Linked DNA regions of Sus scrofa: region 2 is linked to region 1. The links are chromatin contacts, called in public HiChIP or PLAC-seq maps. All regions are on one chromosome and are shown on one strand. The core of a region is the stretch at or near the end of the contact, and the rest is flanking DNA. Distances in the headings are between cores, read along the strand shown. Region 1 holds the start of UPK1A (uroplakin 1A). Region 2 holds the start of SYNE4 (nesprin-4).

What was found. HiChIP or PLAC-seq counts read pairs in DNA pulled down with a chosen protein or histone mark.
Region 2: an H3K27ac HiChIP or PLAC-seq map of alveolar macrophages shows a contact between it and region 1. The contact joins the promoter of SYNE4 here to the promoter of UPK1A in region 1. A contact is called at or near these places in 1 of 5 promoter capture datasets (fetal liver) and 1 of 2 datasets of contacts at active chromatin or transcription factors (alveolar macrophages).

What each region holds. Positions count from the first base shown.
Region 1 is chr6:45,103,599-45,109,102 of Sscrofa11.1, reverse strand. UPK1A (uroplakin 1A) reads right to left here and starts at 3,985. Exons shown (of 7, transcript NM_001123211.1): 1 at 3,905-3,985; 2 at 1,758-1,958. The coding sequence starts at 3,985.
Region 2 is chr6:45,383,378-45,388,427 of Sscrofa11.1, reverse strand. It overlaps SYNE4 (nesprin-4), which reads left to right and starts at 3,559. Exons shown (of 8, transcript XM_003127070.5): 1 at 3,559-4,023; 2 at 4,355-4,481. The coding sequence starts at 3,896. ALKBH6 (alpha-ketoglutarate-dependent dioxygenase alkB homolog 6) reads left to right here. Exons shown (of 7, transcript XM_021097221.1): 4 at 974-1,034; 5 at 1,418-1,569; 6 at 1,675-1,891; 7 at 3,036-3,473. The coding sequence ends at 1,875.

The sequences.
Region 1 (5,504 bases), core at 2,736-5,235:
CAGTCCGCTGGTGATATTGTTGAAACCAGGTGATAGGTGCATTCATCCCACTCTAGGCTGTTTGAAATTTCCCATAGTAATTTTTAAAAGATTCTGTGTCTTCGTTAATGACCAAACAAGAGACAGACAACAGACATTTTTCCTTTTATAAGTTGAGTGAACTTTTAAGGTTTTGGTTAAATAGTTATGCCAGATAATTAAATGCATGAAAGGAAAAAAGAAGGAAAGGAAAAGAGCCTTTCTATGACTGCATCTTTTTTTTTCTGCTTTTTTTTAGGGCCACACCTGCAGCATATGGAGGTTCCCAGCCTAGGTCGAATCCATCACAGCTGCAGCAACGTATCTGCAACCTACACCACAGCTCACAGCAACACCGGTTCCCCAACTCACTGAGTGAGGCCAGGGATAGAACATGCATCTCCATGGTTACTAGTTGGGTTTGTTACCACAGAGCCACTATGGGAACTCAGGAACTTCCATGGCTACATCTTATTCATAGCAAAGCCAAAGTCCTTACCAAGGCTCCCGGTCCCAGCTGATTGTCCCACCTCCCCTCTCCCCGGCTTAGTGCCCTGCCCACCCTGAACTGTTCTCCTCCCAGACCGCCCTCAGCTCCCCTCTGTCACCCCCACCCCCACTTGGCTCCAGCCACGCTGTACTCCAGTCCTCTCACCTTTGCTCTTACTGTTCCCTCCACTGGAATGCTTTTCCTGCAGATACGCAGGCTGCTCACTCCCTTCCTCCCCCACTACCACCCAGTCTTCGCTTTCTCTGACTGCCCTTCCCCAGCTCCCTTCCCTAGTCACTGCCTCCCCCTCCCCCTAGGCAAGGGCCTTTATGCTTTGCTCAGTAGATAGCCCAGTGCCTAGCATGGGCTTTGGCACATGGTTCTTGCTCAGTAAACTTGTGGATCAAATCAGTAGCTGCTCCTGGGAATCCAAAAGGCCCTCGGCCGTGGAGGAAGCCAAGGGTTGGCTCTGTGTCCGTGGGGCTAGGATTGGAATGCCTGCTCTCCCTCTCAGCTGGGCTCTTGGCCTCTTTGAACCTCAGTTTCCTCGTCTGGTCAATGGGTAGAGAAACACTTAACTTCTGTGAGGATGGAAGGAGTTCATCTTCTAAACAGCCCGGCCTAGTGTCAGGCCCATGAAAGGGACTTGGAGAGTGTGGCCTATTGCTGTGGGCAGAGATTAAGAGCACAGGCCCGAGCGCTGCAGTGCTCAGGTTTAAATCCTAGCTCTGTCACTCACTTGCTATGCCACCCTGGATAAGCGGATTCACTTCTCTGAGCCTCAGTTTCAAGTCTTATCAAATGGGCTCATGATGCTGCTGATGAGGATGATGATGGGTTGTGAGGAACAAACAAACTAATCTACATGGAGCTTGTAGGATGTAATGAGTGCTCATTAAATCGTAGCTGTGTTATTATTATTGTCCAGCTCATCCAGCTCACAAGCACAGACCCCGGAGACCAACCAGCTGTGGTTCAGATCTCAGACCTGCAATTCAAGAGCCATCCTCCTGTGCGGAGCTTCCTCCCCTGCCTCCCAAGCCCTGGTTTTCTCTGTAAGATGAGGGTAAGAGCTGAGCCTCAGTTACTAAGTGACAGGCAGATGACATGAAATGACTGCCACGAGGCCTGAGTGTGGAGCCGTGCTGACCGCATTCTAGCGGCTGTGGTGTGGTCGTCATTGTGACTCTGTGAAGATGATCTTTGCGCCCAGCGAGCCCCTCCCCATCCCGTCCTCCCAGGGCCTCACCGTGAGGATCATGGAGCGGCGGCGGCAGAGCGCTGCGCCCACCCCAAAGCTGGCCACCACGAAGAAGGAGAAGCCGCAGAAGATGGCGATCCAGGCACCAGCGAAGACGTCATCCTTGCCTGAGACGCCCATCAGCGGGTACACGCGGTACTGGTCGGCTGTCACCCATATCGTTTCAGCAAACAGGGCCAGGCCTGACAACTGGACAGGGCAGCTGGTTAGCGAGGCCTGCGCAGGGGCAGCTGCCTCAGCAGCATGAGTCCCCGTGAGCCGGTGCCCTCCCCGTTCTGAGCCCCCTCTGCCCCATCGGTAAGGAGGACAAGAAACTAGGGTGACAAAGACACCCCTTCCATGAACAGGCATGAGGCTGGGCAGGAGGCCAGAAGGGAATGGAGGCCCCAGCCAGACCCCTGGCCCCTACCCACTCCCCAGGTGCCAGGGGTTTCGAGGAGATGCTACATGCAAAGCCTGGAGAATGTGATTGGCACCAAGGAGGTGCTGGGTACCCGCCTTTGCTGAAGAGTGTGGCTACCTCCTGAGGAGGGGAATCTGGCCATGGCAGGAATAATTACAAATGTATCAACTCTGTGGTCCAGCAATTCTACCTGCAGGACTCAATCCTACAGGCACAGCTGCCCATGCAGCGAATATCACAAATGCACAGGGTTATTCCCTGCAGCACTGCATGTAAGCAGCTGGGATGCCACACAGCGGAGCACTGCACAGTTGTGGAAAAGGGCAGGGAGGCTGAGGACCCATGTGGAGTGACCCACAGACAACGTGAGCAGGAAGAAATGGGAAGCATGGAATAGGATGCAGAATGAGCTACATTTTGGACAAAAGAGGGGAGAAAATAGATAACAAGAAAGAGTAGAAAATAGGTATATATGTTCCTTTTCCTATATTTGCTTAAAGAAATATTGGAGAGGAGTTCCCTGGTGGCTCATCAGGTTGAGGACCTGGTGCTGTCACTTTTGTGGCTCAGGTTCAGTCCCTGACCCGGGAACTTCTGCATGCCACCAGTGTGGCATATATATATATATATATGGCATATATATATATAAAATGAGAAACTAAAAATCTGGCTACCTATAGTGATGGAGAACAAGGTGAGAAGGTGAGAGGAAGACCTCAGCGGATACCTTTGCCAAAAATCAGACTACCAGTCATAGAGTACTTACTGTCTGCCAGTCATTGGTCCTTGAAACTGCTTTCTGTGCACTAACCACTGTTGTTACCAGCTGTCCTGACTAGTGCTGTGGCCACTGCAGAGAGCAACCATGTGTGCCAAACTCTGGCCAAAGCACAAATCCACTAACTCATTTTCTCCTCTCAGCACGCCTACTGTATCTCCATCTTACAGATGAGGACACTGAGGCTCCAGGTCCTACAATAGAAGGTGACAAAGCTGAGATTTGAACCCAGGTTTTCTGGCTCCGGAGCCAGGTACAAGAATCACATACTTGGAGTTCCCATCGTGGCTCAGCGGTTAACGAATCCAACTAGGAACCATGAGGTTGCGGGTTCCATCCCTGGCCTTGCTCAGTGGGTGAAGGATCCGGCATTGTGGTGAGCTGTGGTGTAGGTCGAAGACGCAGCTCGGATCCTGCGTTGCTGTGGCTGTGGCATAGGCTGGTGGCTACGGCTCCGATTAGACCCCTAGCCTGGGAATCTCCATATGCCACGGGAGCGGCCCAAGAAAATGGCAAAAAGACCAAAAAAGAAAAAGAAAAAAAAAAAAAAAAGACAAAAAGAATCACAAAATTAAAAGGCATTGTTATTATTCATTACTGTGGGCCCCCTGTGTGCCAAGCAGGCATGTCAGGTCCAGATCACACTCATGATGATATCTGGCCCTTGTCAAGCACTTTTTCGGAGCTGAGGGTCATACGTGGACTAATCCACACAACAATGCCCAGAGTGAGTACATGATAGATGGGGAAATAGGCAGAGAGAAGTCAGATCACTTGCTCAAGATCACACCGCTGGGGAGAGGAATAGCTGGGATTTTCTGACCTGAGAGCCAGATGGCATTGGCCATCGGGGGAATCCTGGGCCCCCAGCCACCCGACTCCCAGCCTCAGGACCACCCCCTCCTTCTCACCCTCACAGTGGGCTCCCGGCAAAGGTGTGGGGGGGTGTCTCACCAGAATAATGATGTTGCCCACGACCAGCAGACCCACCACAACCGGAGACCCCTTCTCCCCCTCTGCTGCCGCAGAAGCCATCGTCCTGCCTGGGACACCGGAGCAGGGGTGAGGTCAGGGAGAGGCCAAGAAGGGAGGGAGGGCCCAGCCGGACCCACTGCTCCCCTTCCGTATCCCAGCTAACAGGGGCTGCTCTCAGCTTTCTGCTGGGCCCAGGCTGGTAGCCAGTGTGCCCAGCCTCCCGCAACGCTGACAGTGGGCCATTTTACAGAAGAGGAAACAGAGGCTCAGGTGGAGCAGTCACCAGCCAGAGCTCAGGGCTGGCCTTCCCTGAGCCTCAGACCCCCTCAACTCCCCATGCCCATGCAGAGTGCCAGCACCCCTTCCTCACCTTCTCCGCCAGGAGCCTCTCTGGGTGGCCCCTCCCACAGTGGCTCCCTATATATGCCCAGGCCCCTCCTTGGGCCAGTTTCCTGGAAGCGAGGAGGGGGTCCTGACCAGGGGATGAGAGGAGAGCGGGCTGACCAGTAGAGAACAGCTTTATGAGGCACCCTCTCCCTGCAAGTGATTTATAGACCTGAAATTCCAGATTGTGCTATCTATTTGGCAGGGTGAAGTGCAGTGACCTCTGGTCCCCAGTCTGTCAGGGTGGAGGGGGCGGTGTAGGAGGGTGAATGTCCCGGTTTCCCCTCCCCCTCCCCCCCACCAGTGTCTCTCCTTAGGACTAGAGCCTTCCTGGAGGGCGAGGAGAGATCGAAGTCAAACCCACACTTGACTCCTGAAGCCTAGAACTGCCTCCTTGGCTGGGGGATCTAGCCTCTCCAAGACCGGGAGGCCAGCAGAGGAGGGCGGCTGGAGGAGGCAGGGATTTGGGGGAGGGAGGCATGTGGGACGGATGCTTGGAATGTTGATGCTCGGGCTCTGGGTTGAGGAGGAGAATGGAAGTAGGGGGCTGTGTGAGAGAATTTTGAGAAGAGTTCAAGGAGCAAAGGGTGGGGGCGGGGGAGTGTGCTAGAAAAAGGGACTGAACGGGCCTGGTGGGAGAAAAGTGCCCCCCACCACCACACACGCGACGCATGGACAAAGCAGGGTCACAGCAAGGAGCTGTGGGTGGGAGTGTCTTCATTCTGTGGAATCAAAGAGGCCTAGGTTCAAATCCCAGTTCCACCTACTCCGTACAGCGGGACCTGGTCTGTGCATTAGCTCATCTGCAGAATGGGTACCATCAGATCATTTTCCAGGTCAGTGGTGGGAACGGAGTGCAGAGACGTCTGCAAAGTATGTCTTCTGGCCGCGGGTGCAGCTCGAGGCTTCACCTCACCAGCTGCGCAGCCAAGAGGCCCAAGGTCCCTCTAATGCTGCCCTCTAGCGGCACAAGGCTGATTCCGCAGGCGAAGATGGTTGGCTTGTTCCCCAGAACTCCTCAGACCTCAGGACTAGGCATTTGCTGCACTTTCTCTCTGGGCCTTGGTTCTCCCAGTGTGTGAGAAATGGGAAAACAAATGAACTTAAGATTCTATTGTCAGAGTTCCCACTGTGGGGCAGTGGATTAAGAATCCCAACTGTAGCAGCTCGGGTCACTTTTGAGGCTTGAGTTCAA
Region 2 (5,050 bases), core at 2,310-4,809, 280 kb before region 1:
TCAGTCTTTACACTGGGATGGCCCTTTGCAGCCTCTGAACCTCACAGAAGACAGATCTTCCTGTGCTCTCCCAACTAGTTTTGTCTAGTTTGAGTCCCAGGAATGAGCTAGCTACAGAACTCAGACTCTCACGCTGAGACAGCCCATTCCAGCCCTGTAACCATGGAGGGAATAAAGAGATTAGCAAGTAGAGAATAGATTTCTTAGACTTCTTGGAGACAGCCCATTCTCAATCCTTGGAACCCTTTTTTTTTTTTTTTTTTTTTTTGCTTTTAAGGGCTGCTCCTGCAGCATATGGAGTTTCCCAGGCTAGGGGTCTAATCTGAGCTACATCTGCCAGCCTATGCCTCAGCCACAGCAACGTGGGATCCGAGCCGCTGTCTGCTGCCTATACCAACAGGTCACAGCAACACCAGACCCTTAACCCACTGAGTGAGGTCAGGGATCGAACCCGCAACCACATGGATGCTAGTCGGATTCATTTTCGCTGTGTCATGATGGGAACTCCTAGACCCTTGGAATCTTGGCAGTGGAAAATTTTCCAAGTATTTTCTTTGCTATTACAAAGAGCCCAGCTTAGCATTCTTTCCCCCAGGTGATAGGAACTAGGAGATTCCAGAACTCAGACTGGATTCCACTGCTCAGCCCAGGCAACAGGAAATTGAGTGCAAACTGTTTGCCGGGATGAAGGAGCCCAAGCTGGCCCAGAGCTCTGAGTAGATTCAGACCCTGATTGTGCAGCCCTGCCTGGTTCCTTTCCTCAATCCTGGGCAACACAGGTGGGCTTCGAAGCTAGTGGCCTCCATAGGGCAAAGGGCAAACCACAAAATCCTGGGAACATTATCCCAGAGAATGATCCCACAGACACTGAGATGACCCATTTCCACCCCAGGTAAAAATCTCTGTGTTGGCCTGGGTGGGAGAGTTCGAGGGCGGTCCTGGAAAAAGGACTGACCCCCTTCCCACCTCCCAGGTCTTCAATGCCCCAAAGCCAAAGTGGACCCAGCTTTCCGGGAGGAAGTTACAGAACTGGGGTAAGTGTCCCTGGCTGTGGGCATGGGTGATTTAGGGATGTGGGCTGGGTTAGGCAGTTCAGGTTGGATAGTCTCAGGACATTGGTGGGGTGGTCAGGGGTAGGGGGTGGGGAGGTCCTGGTCCTGGAGAGTTATTGGTAGGGATGGGGTCCCTAAGGCTTCAAGGGGTCCCAAGGGCCAGGAGGATTCTGAGGGGTTAGGGATTTCCTGATGAGTTGGGGAGTATTTCCAGGGGTTTAGAGAAGTCAGGAAAACTCTGAAGGGTAGAGTGGTGATCTTCAAAGAGTTAGGGGTCCCGGAGGAGGTCAGAGTACTACCAACCAGTAGGATATCCATCATGGGGGGCTCCTTGGTTGGGTGCCCTCAGCCTCCCCCTCCCCCAGGTGGGCTCCCCCATCCCCGGGGGATGGTTCCTGAGCGGCTGCCACCGTGGCTCCAGCGCTATGTGGACAAAGTGTCTGACCTCAGCCTTTTTGGGGGTCTCCCAGCCAACCACGTCCTTGTGAACCAGTATCTGCCTGGGGAGGGCATCATGGTAACCACACTCTCACCCCGACCCCTAGACCTCAGATCCACCATGGGGCAGGGCATCATGTTGACCCACGTCCACTCTCATTAAGCAGCCACATACTCCAACCAGGCATTCGCCTCCCTGTCCCCAGCTGGGGAGCCCCCCTTTTGCCCCAGAGGGTGGGGGGTGTGGACTCCTGCCCTGTCCAGCCCTGGTGCCCACTCCCCAGCCCCACGAGGACGGGCCACTCTACTACCCGACCGTCAGCACCATCAGCTTGGGCTCCCACACCATGCTGGACCTCTACGAGCCTCGGCAGCCAGAGGATGATGACCCTACAGAGCAGGTGGGCCCCGAGACAACGCCCCAGCCACTGTGGGCGCTCCAACACCTCATATCCTCCAATCCCACCAGCCTGCCAGGTACCCCTGATAGCCTTCCAGACATCTTCATCTGTCCCCTCATGGAGGGCACCCCCATCCTCCCTGATGCCTGACCCCTCTGCTAGCAGGGTGCCCTAGAAACCATGATGTCCGCAGGCACACCATTACCCCCACCTGCTGAACAAATACCCTGACATCCAGCAGATCCCTACCTCACACATTCAGAGTGCTCCAATACCTCATGCAGGGCTCCCCACTTCTCCTGCAGACACTGAGCTCTTCAGATACCTCAATACCATCCACCCATGGGTGTCTCTGACATCCTCCTAGACACCATGACCCTCGATGGCCATTGCACAGGCACCCCAACACTGACTTCCTCCCTCTCACTCTGGTAATGTGATTTGCCATGCAGGACACCCTCAGATTCTTCTTGGCACCTCAGCCATGACTCACTGCTCAAGGACCCTCAGATAGCCTGCCTCCCCTCTGTGAAGGATGCCCGTGACAACAGTTTCCCTAACCTCTGTCTTTGATGCCTTTCTGTTCACTCCCCTGGACACCCTGACCCCAGCTGCTCCTTAGGGCTCTCCTTTTTAATCCGACATGCTCTGGGATACACTGACACCCCCTCCTACTTTGCCGGGGTCCTCAAGCATCCAGAGAGCTGCACACGGGCCCAGAGCACTCCTGCTTATCTCTTCCTCACTTCCTGGAGGCCAAGTCCTCCACCCAGTTCCACCCGAGTTTCCTGGGACCGCTGAACCCCCAGCCTCAGCCCCAGCCCCTTGCAGATCCCAGCTGCGGTTCTCACAACCTGCAGACTCTTAGACGCCCCCATCTGCAGCCTAGGACCTGCCCCCTCCCGGAGGACTGCTGACACCCGCACCCACACACACCCTCTCCACTTCACTGCAAGCCTGGCTTTGGCCCCCGCCGGACTTGCACTCCAAAGTCCCGATCCCTGGGAGCACACCTGCCCCGCAGGCTTTGTTGTACCTGGGACTCGCTGACCCTTGCCCCCTGAACTGCCGCCCTCACGCTCACCCCCACCCCCACCCCACCCCCGACTTCTGGGGACCCTCTAACCTTCAACCCGCCCCGCAGCCCCGGCCCCCGCCCCGGCCGGCCACCTCGCTGCTGCTTGAACCCCGCAGCCTGCTGGTGCTCCGTGGCACCGCCTACACGCGCTTCCTCCATGGCATAGCAGCCGCCCGCATAGACGCTCTGGACGCAGTCTCCCTGCCGCCCAACGCAGCCGCCTGCCCCTCGGCGCAGCCCGGAGCGCGCCTGGTCCGCGGCACCCGCATCTCGCTGACCATCCGCCGCGTGCCCCGCGTGCTGCGCGCTAGCCTCCTGCTCAGCAAGTGACTCCAGGCCCTCGGACCCGCTCAGATTCCTGAGCTCTCGCCTGCTCTGGACAACTACCGCCCTGTGACCTTGGAACCCTGGGGCAGAGGCGGCTCCCGCGGGTTATTTTCCTTGTAACTGTGTGGGAACCACAGGAAAAGGCCCCATTCCAAATAAACAACTACAAAATCTTCACTTTGGCTTTGGATATTTGGGGGCGGGGAGCCCGGTGATGGGATTCCTAAGGGGCGCCGCATCTGGGACCTCGGAAGGCGCGGGCCCTGGATGGGTCATAGAGTGGAGAAGAATCCAGGGCTCTTGGGAGGGCGGGGTTATATCTGGATACCCCTTCCGGGCGTGGGGTGAGCTTGGGAGGTTCAGCTACTGGTCCACTAGGGAGGAAGGAGTTAAGTGGTGCTGCTGTCACCTGAGCTGGGCATCAAATTACCTGGGTCCAGTGTTCCACCTGGAAGGAGGTGGCGCTCAGCCTGCTGCCCCTGGGCTTCTGGCTGTCTCTGCCTGGCTGAGTCCTGCTGAGGAGGTCTAAGTGGATACCCCCCCGCTAGAAAAAGGGCTCCTACCGGGGATCCTGACTTTCTGTCCCTAGGCTCCCAAATATGGCCCTGCCCCCACCCCTGGACCCTAGACCCACCTCAGAGCCCTTCAGCCACCCCCCTGGAGCCCCTAGAGAACTGGATGCTGCTGGATACGCCATCTGCCCGGCGTCTGGAAAGGAGAGAATAAGGTAGGGGCTGGGGCATTTGAAACCAAGGTCCCAAAAGGGTGGGGCAGTGAAAGGGGGCCCTTTGAGGGTAGGAGAGGTTTTTTTTCCTTCTTTTTGGCTGCACCCGTGGAAGTTCCTGGTCCAGGGATCGAACATGCGCCACAGCAGTGGCCCAAGCTGTTGTGGTGACAATGCCGGATCCCTAACCTGCTGCACCACAGGAGAACTCCGAGGGTAGGAGGTGTTGTGGCTATGATCACCTGGGGCCCTGGGAGAGGTAGCTGAGGACAGGGGTAGGGTAGGGTGGATAATGGAGACTTAGGCTCACCTGTCAATGTCCCCTACCTCTCAGGTCGGAACAGGCCCAGAAGCTGGGGCAGGACACTTTGGACCCTCCCGAGCCCTTCCAGGGTGGCCTGAGGGGCACTGAGCCAACGCCCACTTCTCATGAGGACTCAGCTGGGGCCAAATGCCGTGAGGTGAGCTGAGGTGTCCTGGGCCCCTGTGCGCCTCTACCTCCTGTCTGTCTCCCAGAATCTGGCCCCCACACCGGAGATAGGTGATGATTCTGGAAAAGTGCTGGGCATCTGTGTGGGGAGGGGTGCTCTAGACATGATCCTTTAAACCGATTGTTATAAAAGTATTTTGATATTTTACCAAAAAAGTACTTTGATATTTTATCATTGGCCTTGGTGTAGCCCCATTCCTGTGGGGTATCCAGTTCCATCACCCACCCCCTCTGGACTCCCATGCCCCACATGTATAAGTTTCTAGGAGCCTTGAAAACCTGGATTTTTTTTTTCTTTTTATGGCCCCACATATGTCATATGGGGCCAGGGGTTGAATCAGAGCTGTAGCAGCCGGCCTATGCCACAGCCACAGCAACACCAGATCTGAGCCACATTTGCAGCTTGTGGCAATGCCAGATCCTTAACCCACTGCGCCAGGCCAGGGATCAAACACCATGTCAGGTCCCTAACCCGCTGAACCACAATAGGAACATCTGAAAACCTGGAGAATTTGTACATGAGGTTCTCCCACTGGGAAG